3 separate regions of the Sus scrofa genome follow, and all the other regions are linked to region 1. A link is a contact called in public Hi-C data. All regions are on one chromosome and are shown on one strand. The core of a region is the stretch at or near the end of the contact, and the rest is flanking DNA. Distances in the headings are between cores, read along the strand shown. Region 1 holds the start of POC1A (POC1 centriolar protein homolog A). Region 2 holds the start of RPL29 (ribosomal protein L29). Region 3 has its middle 18 kb from the start of RPL29.

The links. A called contact is a pair of places that touch in the nucleus more often than the background predicts.
Region 2: a Hi-C map of liver shows a contact between it and region 1, with 3 times the contacts expected there. The contact joins the promoter of RPL29 here to the promoter of POC1A in region 1. A contact is called at or near these places in 24 of 47 Hi-C or Micro-C datasets (adipose tissue, alveolar macrophages, blood and 13 more) and 2 of 2 datasets of contacts at active chromatin or transcription factors (alveolar macrophages and skeletal muscle).
Region 3: a Hi-C map of heart right ventricle shows a contact between it and region 1, with 2.3 times the contacts expected there. The contact joins the enhancer-like site here to the promoter of POC1A in region 1. A contact is called at or near these places in 24 of 47 Hi-C or Micro-C datasets (adipose tissue, alveolar macrophages, blood and 13 more) and 1 of 2 datasets of contacts at active chromatin or transcription factors (skeletal muscle).

The regions. Positions count from the first base shown.
Region 1 is chr13:34,306,367-34,309,678 of Sscrofa11.1, reverse strand. It overlaps POC1A (POC1 centriolar protein homolog A), which reads left to right and starts at 1,583. Exons shown (of 11, transcript XM_021068878.1): 1 at 1,583-1,978.
Region 2 is chr13:34,120,038-34,123,349 of Sscrofa11.1, reverse strand. It overlaps RPL29 (ribosomal protein L29), which reads left to right and starts at 1,525. Exons shown (of 4, transcript NM_213950.1): 1 at 1,525-1,561; 2 at 1,990-2,034; 3 at 2,311-2,375. The coding sequence starts at 1,998.
Region 3 is chr13:34,138,273-34,141,584 of Sscrofa11.1, reverse strand. No RefSeq gene overlaps it. Among named protein-coding and RNA genes, the nearest start is that of RPL29, 18 kb to the right of the region's middle. Within about 2 kb of position 1,749, at least 62 of the 83 cell types and tissues checked have an H3K27ac peak or open chromatin away from gene starts, as enhancers often do. A contact at or near this core is called in adipose tissue, alveolar macrophages, embryonic fibroblasts and 10 more, where this site is marked.

The DNA.
Region 1 (3,312 bases), core at 334-2,833:
TGGATATTAATCTGATTCTTAACCTACTGAGCCACACGGGAACTCCTTTTTTTTTTTTTTTTTTAAATTTGATTTTTTTCTTCCTTAGCTTTCTCACTTTAAATGTTTTGCCAGTATGCCAGAGAACAGCTGAATAAGATGCAAACATTGGTGGGAAAGCTTGCAAATGGCCATTTGAACAGTGCTGAACAATCTCTGGGTATGTATAAGTGATGCTAGTTTTAAGGAGAATTTCGTAGTGTGTAACTTAAGTTAGCCTGAACATTTTTAACATACAGGAACCAATTTTAAGCCAAATTACAGTGAAGATGGATTAAATGTATCTATTTCTTGTGTCTGGCCCTAGACCTTCCAGGTCCAAAGAAGAGGCTCACCCCTCTACATGCTAGGTCCCTCCACTGCCAGTCTCTGAGTTCACTCAACGGGGCTCTGGTTTGCTGGTTCAGGGACATCATCTTAGGTCTCAGTATGTAGTGAGAAACCTAAGGGCCTGGCCAGATCTTAGTAGCCAATCTAGCCTGGGTAGGTGATGGAAGGATCCCAAATCTTGCAAAAATGTCCAGTTCAGATCAGATCCAGGTTGGGAAGATGCCCAGAGTTAGGCAGGATAGAAGAAAGGTGGAGGGACAGCAGAAAAGTGAGCAAGGATGGCCTCTGGTGGCCAGACCTCTGGATTGTCTCCTCTTTTAAACACACACATAATTTACATGTAGTTTACAAGAGGCTTCTCAGGAGAAGAGAGAGCCAGGCTGCCTTCACCCTTTCCTATATTACTAATGTGGAAACAGGGCCTCGGAGCAGTGTTATTTTTCCTGAGGTCATACAGCCAATCAAGGCAAGAACTGGGAATAGAACCCAGGCCTCTCCACTCCATGGATGTGATTCCGAGTTATTTGTGTTCTTTTATTTTTATTTTTTGTTCCTTAGGGCCGCATTTGCATCATATGGATGTTCCCAGGCTGGGGGGTTTAATAGGAGCTACAGCTGCCGGCCTACACCTCAGCCACAGACATAGGAAGCGAGCAGCATCTGGAGCCCATACCACAGCTCAGGGCAAAGCCAGATCCTTAACCCACTGAGCAAGGCCAGGGATCGACCCCACAACCCCATGCATGGTTCCTAGTCGGATTCGTTTCCACTGCGCCACGGGGGAACTCGATTTGTGTTCTTTTAAATCGACACTTGTTTTAAGCGCGTTCAGAGGAGTGAACCACTTAAAGAATTCCCAAAGAGTGAATAACTGGCTGTAAATGGGGTACTGAGAGAAAAGCCGGCCATCCGAGCGCTTTAAGAGGACACAGACACGGCGCTCTCTTGCGGCAGAGGGTTAAGGATCCTGCGTAGACACTGCAGCGGCTTGGGTCGCTGTTGTGGCCTTGTTCTATCCCTGGCCCAAAAACTTCCAAGTGCCAGGCGCCGCGCCCACGGGAAAAAAAAAAGAAAAAAAAAAAAAAGGACGCAGATACAATGAGCCAAGTACCTCCATCTCCGGGATCCTAAAAGGTTCTCTTTCGTTGGTTAATCAGGCCTTAGGGCATCTTGGGAAATGTAGTCCCACCTTCCTCCCGACAGGAGGATGCGGGAATCGAGGAACTGCATTTCCCAGAAGGCTGTGTTCGCCTTAGCCTTAACCGGACTACCCGTCGGCGGGGCGAACACTTCATCCTGGGCTTTTTAATTTCTCAGGGGGAATGAGCGACGGTGGACACAGGCCTTTAGCGACGCCGTCCGTAGGCTGCCTGGCTTGGTGGTGCTGGACGCGGAGACAGTGGACTCGGTCAACTCTCCTTCCGGTCCCGGGTGCAAAAAGCCGAGGCGCCCAGTCTCCTTTAATTGCGGTGGGCGGGGCGGGGCCAAGCGACCCGCGTTGCTATTGGCGGCGGTTGGGGGCGCGGAAACTGAACGCGCCTCAACGGCAGCCGCTGCTTCCTCCGGCGCCTTGGGCGCTCCCAGCCCCGCCATGGCATCGCCCTACCCGGTAAGTTCCTGCCAGCGGCTGCCGCCCGGGCCTTAGTCTCCCCACGAGGACAGTGGGCGCCTGGCCGGGCGCAGGGCTCCGTGCGGTCCTCTCCTGCCCTAGTTTACAGTCTGTGCAGGGTGCGATGGGTCGGGGCATCTAGCGAACGCCTCCTGCGAGCCAGGCCCTGTGCCGGTTGCCAGGGCTAACGAACCAGTCTCTATTCTTAGGATTTGTATCTCCGCGGAGGAGACATTAGTACTGCCCGACTGGGACGTCTGACCTGGGATCAGCGCCGGGCCTGTGTGGCTTCAGTCTTGTTTTCCTGAGCAGTGGGTAGCTGAATGGGGGCTTGTTGAGGGTGCACCCTGTTACGACGTGTGGGAACAGCAGGCCCCAGGATGCCCAGGACGGCCTAGGCCTGCGGTGTAACTTGAACCAGGATGCCCTCTCGGAGGCCAGAGGGGAGCACTCCGAAGCCCCTGTTTTTGAGAGGTTGTTTTGAACCTCAACCTGCTTGGTCCTCTGGCTTGGGTTGAGAGTCAAGGTGGCTGGATGGTGGCCTGTTGGCTTCCTTAGGAACCAGGCCTTTTGAACCCTAATTTGATGTTCTTTCCCCTACCCCAAAATATAAACCCCTTTGGGGGAGACGAGGAACCAGCAAGTTGCAGGAATGGAAGAGAGGGTGTTGGAAGATTTCATGGGTCCCCTGGTTAAGGGTGGATCTGAACTTGCCTCTAGAGATGGGCACTATGTTACCTTTGTTTTTCCAAGAAGCTCAGGTGGAGCAGTTACTGCTCTGTTCTGGGCCCACCTGTTGTGCTTTTCCCTCTCTTGTTGAAAGGATTCTGGCAGGTGTGTTGGGGTGGAGCTGGGCATGGGGCCATGGGAGCCTTTGTTCTGGTTACAGCTTTTTGGAGTGGCAGTGGCCTTGCTCTGGCTCAGGAGTAGGTTTGCTGGGCTCCCTGGTGCCTCCAAGATGTTTCTTTGAGGTTTCTGATTCTTTTTTTTTTGGTCTTTTTTAGGGCTGCCCCTGAGGCATATGGAGGTTCCCAGGCTAGGGGTCTAATTGGAGCTACAGCTACTAGCCAACCTACACCACAGCTCACGGCAACGCTGGATCCTTAACCCACTGAGAGAAGCCAGGGATTGAACCCACAACCTTATGGTTCCTAGTTGGGTTTCATTTCCGATGAGCCATGACAGAAACTCCTCTTTGAGGTTTCTTTTCTTTTTTTTTTTTTTTGTCTTTTTAGGGCCGCACTTGCAGCATATGGAGGTTTCCAGGTAGGGGACGAATTGGAGCCACAGCCACAGTAGTGCCAGATCCGAGCCGCATCTGTGACTATACCACA
Region 2 (3,312 bases), core at 276-2,775, 190 kb after region 1:
TTTTAATTTTTATTTTTGTCTTTTTTGCCATTTCTTGGGCTTCTCCCGTGGCATATGGAGGTTCCCAGGTTAGAGGTCTAATCGGAGCTGTAGCCACCGGCCTACGCCAGAGCCACAGCGGAATCCGAACTGCATCTGTGACCTACACCACAGTTCACTGCAACGCCAGATCCTTAACCCACTGAGTAAGGCAAGGGATCGAACCCGAAACCTCATGGTTCCCAGTTGGATTTGTTAACCACTGAGCCATGATGGGAACTCTGAGGGTCTCTACTTTAGATAGGGCAGCCTAGAGAGGCCTCTCCAAGCAAGCACACCATCCAAAGAGCAAGGAGAAGGTGGTTCTGGAGGAACAGAAAGCAAGTACAAAGGCCCTGAAGTAGGAACAGGTATTTGTGCTAGGCAGCAAAGAAAGAGGTCCATGGGTTTGTAGAGAAGTGAATGATAAGGAGAACACTGCCAAGGTTAGAGGCGGTAAAGAATTTATTTCCAGTGCAAAGGGAAGCCTTTGCAGACTTTAAGTGACCAGATCTGATTTGTATCTTAAAAAGTACCCTCAGGGCCCCACTGCTCTGTGGAAAATGTATGGGTAAGAGGTGAAGAGGGCAATAGAGTTATTAGGAGGCAACGTTTACTCATCTTGGATGTCAACAGGCATATCACATTTAATGCATCTTAAAAGAAACATCTAGGAGGGGGTGGGAATGAAAAAATTAAAAAGAAAATAAACAGAAATATCTCCATCATTGGCGCCCTCAAAACAAAGCAACAAGACACCTGTCCCTCCCCCAGTCTCCCCTATTTCTGTAAACAGCACTATCATTCATCTACTTATTCCAGCCCAAAACTTAAGAGCTACACTGGCCTTCTTCCTCTTCCTCATCTTTTGCATCCCAAGCCCAGTCTAATCTCTTTCCTTATCCACTGCTAAATCCCCACTGCCTCCGCACCCGCGACTCCAGGGGCCATTACTGCCCTGTGATGTGTTGCACCAGACTCCCCACAACTCTCCCTCCTCTCCTCTGCTCCCTATAGTCCATTCTCCACGCAGTACCCTGAGTTGCTTCTTTTTTTTTTTTTTTTTTTTTTTTTTGGCTGCACCCACGGCATGCGGAAGTTCCCAGGCCAGGGCTCGAACCCACGCCACAGCAGGGACCTGGACCACAGCAGTGACAACGCCGGACCTTTACACCCTGAGCCACCAGAGAACTCCGCCAGAGGTGCTTTCTAAGAATACAAATCTCCTAGCACTCCCCTCCTAACATGTATTCCTCAGCGACTTTCTTTGCGTTCAGGACATTTAATGAGACCTGGGACCCAAGTCCAGAAAGAAAAGAAGGAAAAAGGAGAGGGGCGGGTAAAACCTGAAGGAGCGAGGCCAACCTCGAAGCACCGCCTTCGCATCAGACTTGTACCCTGCCGAGTTTAGGAACCTATTTTCACGGCGCCGGAGGAAGCTTTTTCAGTAGTACCTTCCTGCCGCGACGACCCTATTTCCCGTGCTGCACCGCGGCCTTCCTTTCTCTTCCGGCCCCAGGCGCTTCGGGATCGGCCGAACCGGGTGAGCGCTAGGCGCACGGTATCCAAAGCCATCCTTGATTCCCGGTTGGCGGCGGGGCGCGAGGCCTAGGGGAGGGCAGGGAGACTCTGCATGGCTGTGGGGAGCGGAGGCCGCGGGGCAGGGGTGGTGCTCGTGGATTCTTAAGGGGAGAATGAGAGGGAGAGAACTCGGATTTGGGAAAGCGCCACCTTTGGCGGCGCGGGAAGCGGGGGGCAGCGTTGGTTTCAGACACCATTACCTGAGTTGGGGGTCGGGGTGGCTCCTGGCGTTGCGTCGTGGAGAATGGATCGAGGCGGGTGGAGGCCGCAAATGCAAGCCATCTGTGCTGCAGCCGGATTCTAGCTTCTGGCCCCACGTTCTAGATCAGGGCGGCAGAGGTAGGCCCGGCCTAGCGACCCCCTGCTCTGATCTCGGCTCTCGTCCTTTAGGTGCAGACATGGCGAAGTCCAAGAACCACACCACGCATAATCAGTGTAAGTTCTCCTGGCCCAGCCTTCATCCAATGCTCCATATCCTGGCAAGGATTAGGGAGATCGGGCAGAGAAAGTGGGTACATTTCTACTGTGCGCTTGGGGTTGTAGGTTTGAAAGCTACTTGAGATGACTACAGTGCTTTGCATTCATTCATAAGGGTTTTTTTAAATAGATCTAAAGTAATAGGGAGTGAGAGTCTCCCAGGCTTGCCAGCTGGGGTAGTGGTCTTATTGGGGGAAATCTATTTTGTTGACCTAATGCTTTACTTCTCCACAGCCCGAAAATGGCACAGAAACGGCATCAAGAAACCCCGATCACAACGATATGAATCTCTTAAGGGGGTGAGTTTGTGCTCGGAATCACACAGAAGTGTGTCTCTTTGGCTCCATTTGCACAGTCAGGATCTTTCATGTAGCCTTTGCTGGCTTCAGCCCCTGCCTGAGTGCTATTATTATTAAGTGTCCTTCATCTTACTTGGCCTACCAAAGCCCACAATTTTTCTCTGCCTAGCCAGCTTTTGCCTGGACTTCATGCTCTGCCAGGCCCATAGTAAAGCTTTGCCTGACCTTTACTGGGCCAGGGTATAACCCCCTAGGCAAGTGTAACCTGCCTTCTGAGGGCAGGTTGTCTTATCTCCCTGGCTTAAGAGCTTTTCAAGGGAAGGGATGCCCTTGGCTGTGTGTACCCAGTACCTTGTAAGTTTTACGTTGCTCATTGACCAGCCATATGACCTTGATCTGATCCAGTGCTAGGTCAGTACAGTGCTTTGCAGTGTCCCTTCCCATGCTAGGGATTTCTCAGGATTAGCATAGAAGACTGAGGCTGTAGGGTGGGAGCAGAAAGATTGAGCCCTGGTCCTGGTTTGTTGTCTCCCCTGTACCCCTGGTCTCTGGTTCTGCCTTGTTTGCTGTGAATCTCTTCTATTAACTTTGGTGCTTAATACTTTTTGGGGGGGTGGGGGTTGGTCCTGAGGGGGTTTCCAAAAAAACTCAGCAAAAATCCTGCTGTAGAAATTTGTTTTTTGCTTCTGTATGTGCATTTGAGCTCTGCTGGGCTCTGGGCATGTAGCTCTGAAAAATGTGCTCTTTGTATGGCTTTTGGGTTGGTGGTACATGTTTCTCTGCAGGTAGTTTCTAAGGCACAGTATTGCTGCATTTAAGGTTAACTTGATGCTGTCTAAGCTCCCAGTAGACTTTGGCAGTAGGCCTCAGTTGGAGCCTGAATGATTTGGAGGCCCCTACATGCTGCACTTAACCCACCTGTACCTTTCCCATCTTC
Region 3 (3,312 bases), core at 500-2,999, 170 kb after region 1:
TTCTATCATCTACATGCAAACACCTAAAACAATACTGCTTAGTTTTACTTTCAGGGGGGCTTTAGAAAAATGGCTTTGAACTGAATGTAGTTCCCCGCAATCTGTGTTCTTCACTCATCGTTATGGTTTAGGACTCACCCATGTTGCCGTGGGAGTTGATTTCTTGATTCTCCTGTTACTGGATATATGTGTTGCTCTTAGCTTCTCCTTAGGAAGAGTGCTGCTAAAAACAACCCCAGGGTGGGGGAGATTCTGTTATCTTTATTGTTATCACCTGTCTGGTTCCCATGCCAACAGAGTTCACGCTCCTTCTTCTCCCCTACCTGCCTGCATACACAGGCACTTCCCTGGCACACTGGTGCCTCAGAACAAGGCTCCCTGTGACCTGAGCCAACCCTGGAAGGGCAGGGATGGGTAGGTCTGGGTGGGGGCTGCTGCAGCAACTCCATAAGTCTTATATCTGGATCTATACCCATGCATCCCACCTTGAGGCAACCTCATAAGTGCATGTGACTCTATGTTTAGAACAGGATGAAAAAGAAAAACAGACTCTGTAGTCAGACAGTCCTGGGTTCAAAGGTCCAGTTCATTACGCACAAGCTCAATGGCTTCTTCCTTCTGAGCCTCCATGTTTCCTCATGTGTAAAGTGGGAGTAACCTTAAGACTGCCCTCACAAAACATTATAGAGAGCCTGTGAGTGCTCAGCAGCAGGCAGGGGTAGCTGACATTGTCGCCACTGCTGTTTTCCCTACTCCTGTTTCAGCTTCTTTTACTTTTAATCTAAGGGCCTTTCAAGGGCATCTAACCACAACCCCTAAGGATGAGGAAGCTGAGGCACAGAGAAGGAAGGGCTCCTACCCAGGGCCCTGTTGTTCCCAGCCCATTCCCTGCTGCAGAGCTGATTGTTCCCCCACCAATCAGTGTGTGCAAGGGGCAGCTTTGCCGTCCCCTCTCACCAGGGTACCCTGGACCTCCCCTTGAGCCTCTTGTGTTCCCTCTCCCACTCTGTCCTGGCTCTGGGGTATGAAGGTGGGGATGGCAGAGAGAGCAGCACCAGGAGGCCACCAGGGCCAGCAGCTTACTTGCCTGGGTCCCACAGTTATCTCCCTTGTCCCATGGACACCCAGAGCCCCCACCCTCCCTTCCTTTGTGCAGAGAAACAGAGATCCTGCCTGGCTTAAGTCCTCCTAGGCCCTGACACAGCCTCCATCCTGCTCTCAGGGGTAATCACCACGTGGTCTCTCAGCCCTGTAAAAAGGGGGTGACAGGGACCCTTATCCTGCCTCTCCAGATAGAGAGAGCAGGTGGGGTTGGGAGAGGAGCCCTTGGTGTGCCCAGGAGTCAAATGCTTAATTTTGCCATTGCACCCAGTTTTCTGATGAGGAGCTGGGGCCGCTGTGTCACACTGCAGGGAAGGAGAGCCGGGACAAGGAGCCCAGATCTGCGCCCCCTGCTGTCACTGCTTGCACTTAACACCACTGAGCTGTGCGTGGGGGTCTCCTTCAAACACAAACACAGACTTCCTGCTGGAAGGAGCCCATGATTACCACCCAGCCAGGCTGGTCTCTGCCACCGTGAAAGGCCAGGGATCAGGACGAGCCGTCACCCCCAGCTCTGCTCCAGAAGCACTGACCTCTGGGAGAAGGCCTGGAGAGAAATGGGTGAGAAAGGGCCGGTTCCCTTTAACATCCCACACCCCCTCCCACCTTGCCAACACCCGCTTTCCTCCATCTCCTCTCAGGGAACCCCCTGTGGCTGCCGCTGCAACATTCCCTACAGGCTCCGCCCCCGCAGCCCCCAGGCCCCGCCTCCGCGCCAGTAATTCGAGCTATTTTTAGCCAAGCCGCATCCTCCAAGAGATTCAAGTCAAGGGGAAGCCACCCCCGCGCCTCCAGGAGCTGCTTGCAGAAAAAAGATCGATTAAAACCAGTGCTTCCAGGGTTCTTGCCAGAAAGGCAGCCAGCGCTGAAACAGGCGGAGCCAGGACCCTGGGCCTCTCACTCCCGGTGTCAGGGACGGGATGTTAGGAGTGGCCAGGGTCCCCCACATGCCCCTCACTGCCCCCACTTAGCAGCTGTTCTGAGTGCGCCTTCTCAGGGCACAGTCCCCGTCATCGCTGCCGGCAGTGAGGAGGCCTTCCCTGGAGCCATCTGCACTCTCCCATCCCCCACTCTGGGCACCGGGCCTTACCGGTGGACAGCTCTGGTGTTTCCAGAGGAGATACGGTGGCAGGGACGGAGGGACCCAGGTTTCACGTGCCTGGCCTTCCGGCTGGTTCAGTCCTTGTCCAGGGGGCTATCAGATGGGACAGAGACTGTGGGCCAGGTCCAGTAAGCACTTGGCATGGAAGGGTCCCTGGAGCCACACCACAACCTCTAGCGTAGTAGATGGTACCCTCATCCCCATCTCACAGGCCAGGTCACAGAGCCACAGGAGGACAGTCTGCTCAAGGTCACACAGCTGCTGAGTGTTAAGGTAGCATCTGGGTCACACCCTACAGCCTTCACCAGTGGACAATGACTGCCTGAGAATGTGACGACCAACTACTGAACAAGTGTTGGGGGGGACACAGGAAAGAAAGACTGACAGTGTTGTATTGGGGGGGTTGCTGTATTTGGACCCACCTGCTGTGGGTGCCACAGCACTCTCTCCCAGAGGCTTGCTCCTCAGGTGGCCCTCTTTTTCCCAAGGTGTCATCAGTGTGAGTCTCAGGCAGCATCCAAGTCCAGAAGAACTTCCAGGAGTGGCCTGGAAAGAGTGGGTGGAGAAAGACCTGGGTGATCCTGGCCTAGTCACTTTACCTTCCTGAGCCTCAATTTCCTCATCTGCAACATGGGATTAACAAAAGAAGCCACTCTACAATGGTAGTGAGGACCAGTGACAGCTGACTCAGAGCTCCTAGCTCTGGGCTCTAGCAGGATGCTCCCTCCCCCCCACACACACCCCCACCCCCTTGCCCTGGATTTAGGACCGCCCTCACTGCTGGGAGGTGAGGATGCTCACTGTGAGCCAGGCATCTGAGGCTTTGGGGCACAGTGACAGCCTGGGGAGGCCCTGATCAGCCTCCAGAACCTGAGAGCCATAGGGAGCAAATGCCAGCTTGTGCCCATTCGGCCCACTGTATCCTCCCACCTCTGCCTGACTTCCCATGGCCTGCCGTCAATCCCCAGCAGCATCCCTCCTCTCCCAGGAAGGCTTCATAGTTCCTCCTCCAAACTCCAGAGGCTCCTGCCTAGATGGACACCTCTCTCTTCTGCCTCTTGGGATGCTGTACCTGCAGCTTCCTCCTGCCCCAGGCCCTCAGGCTCTGC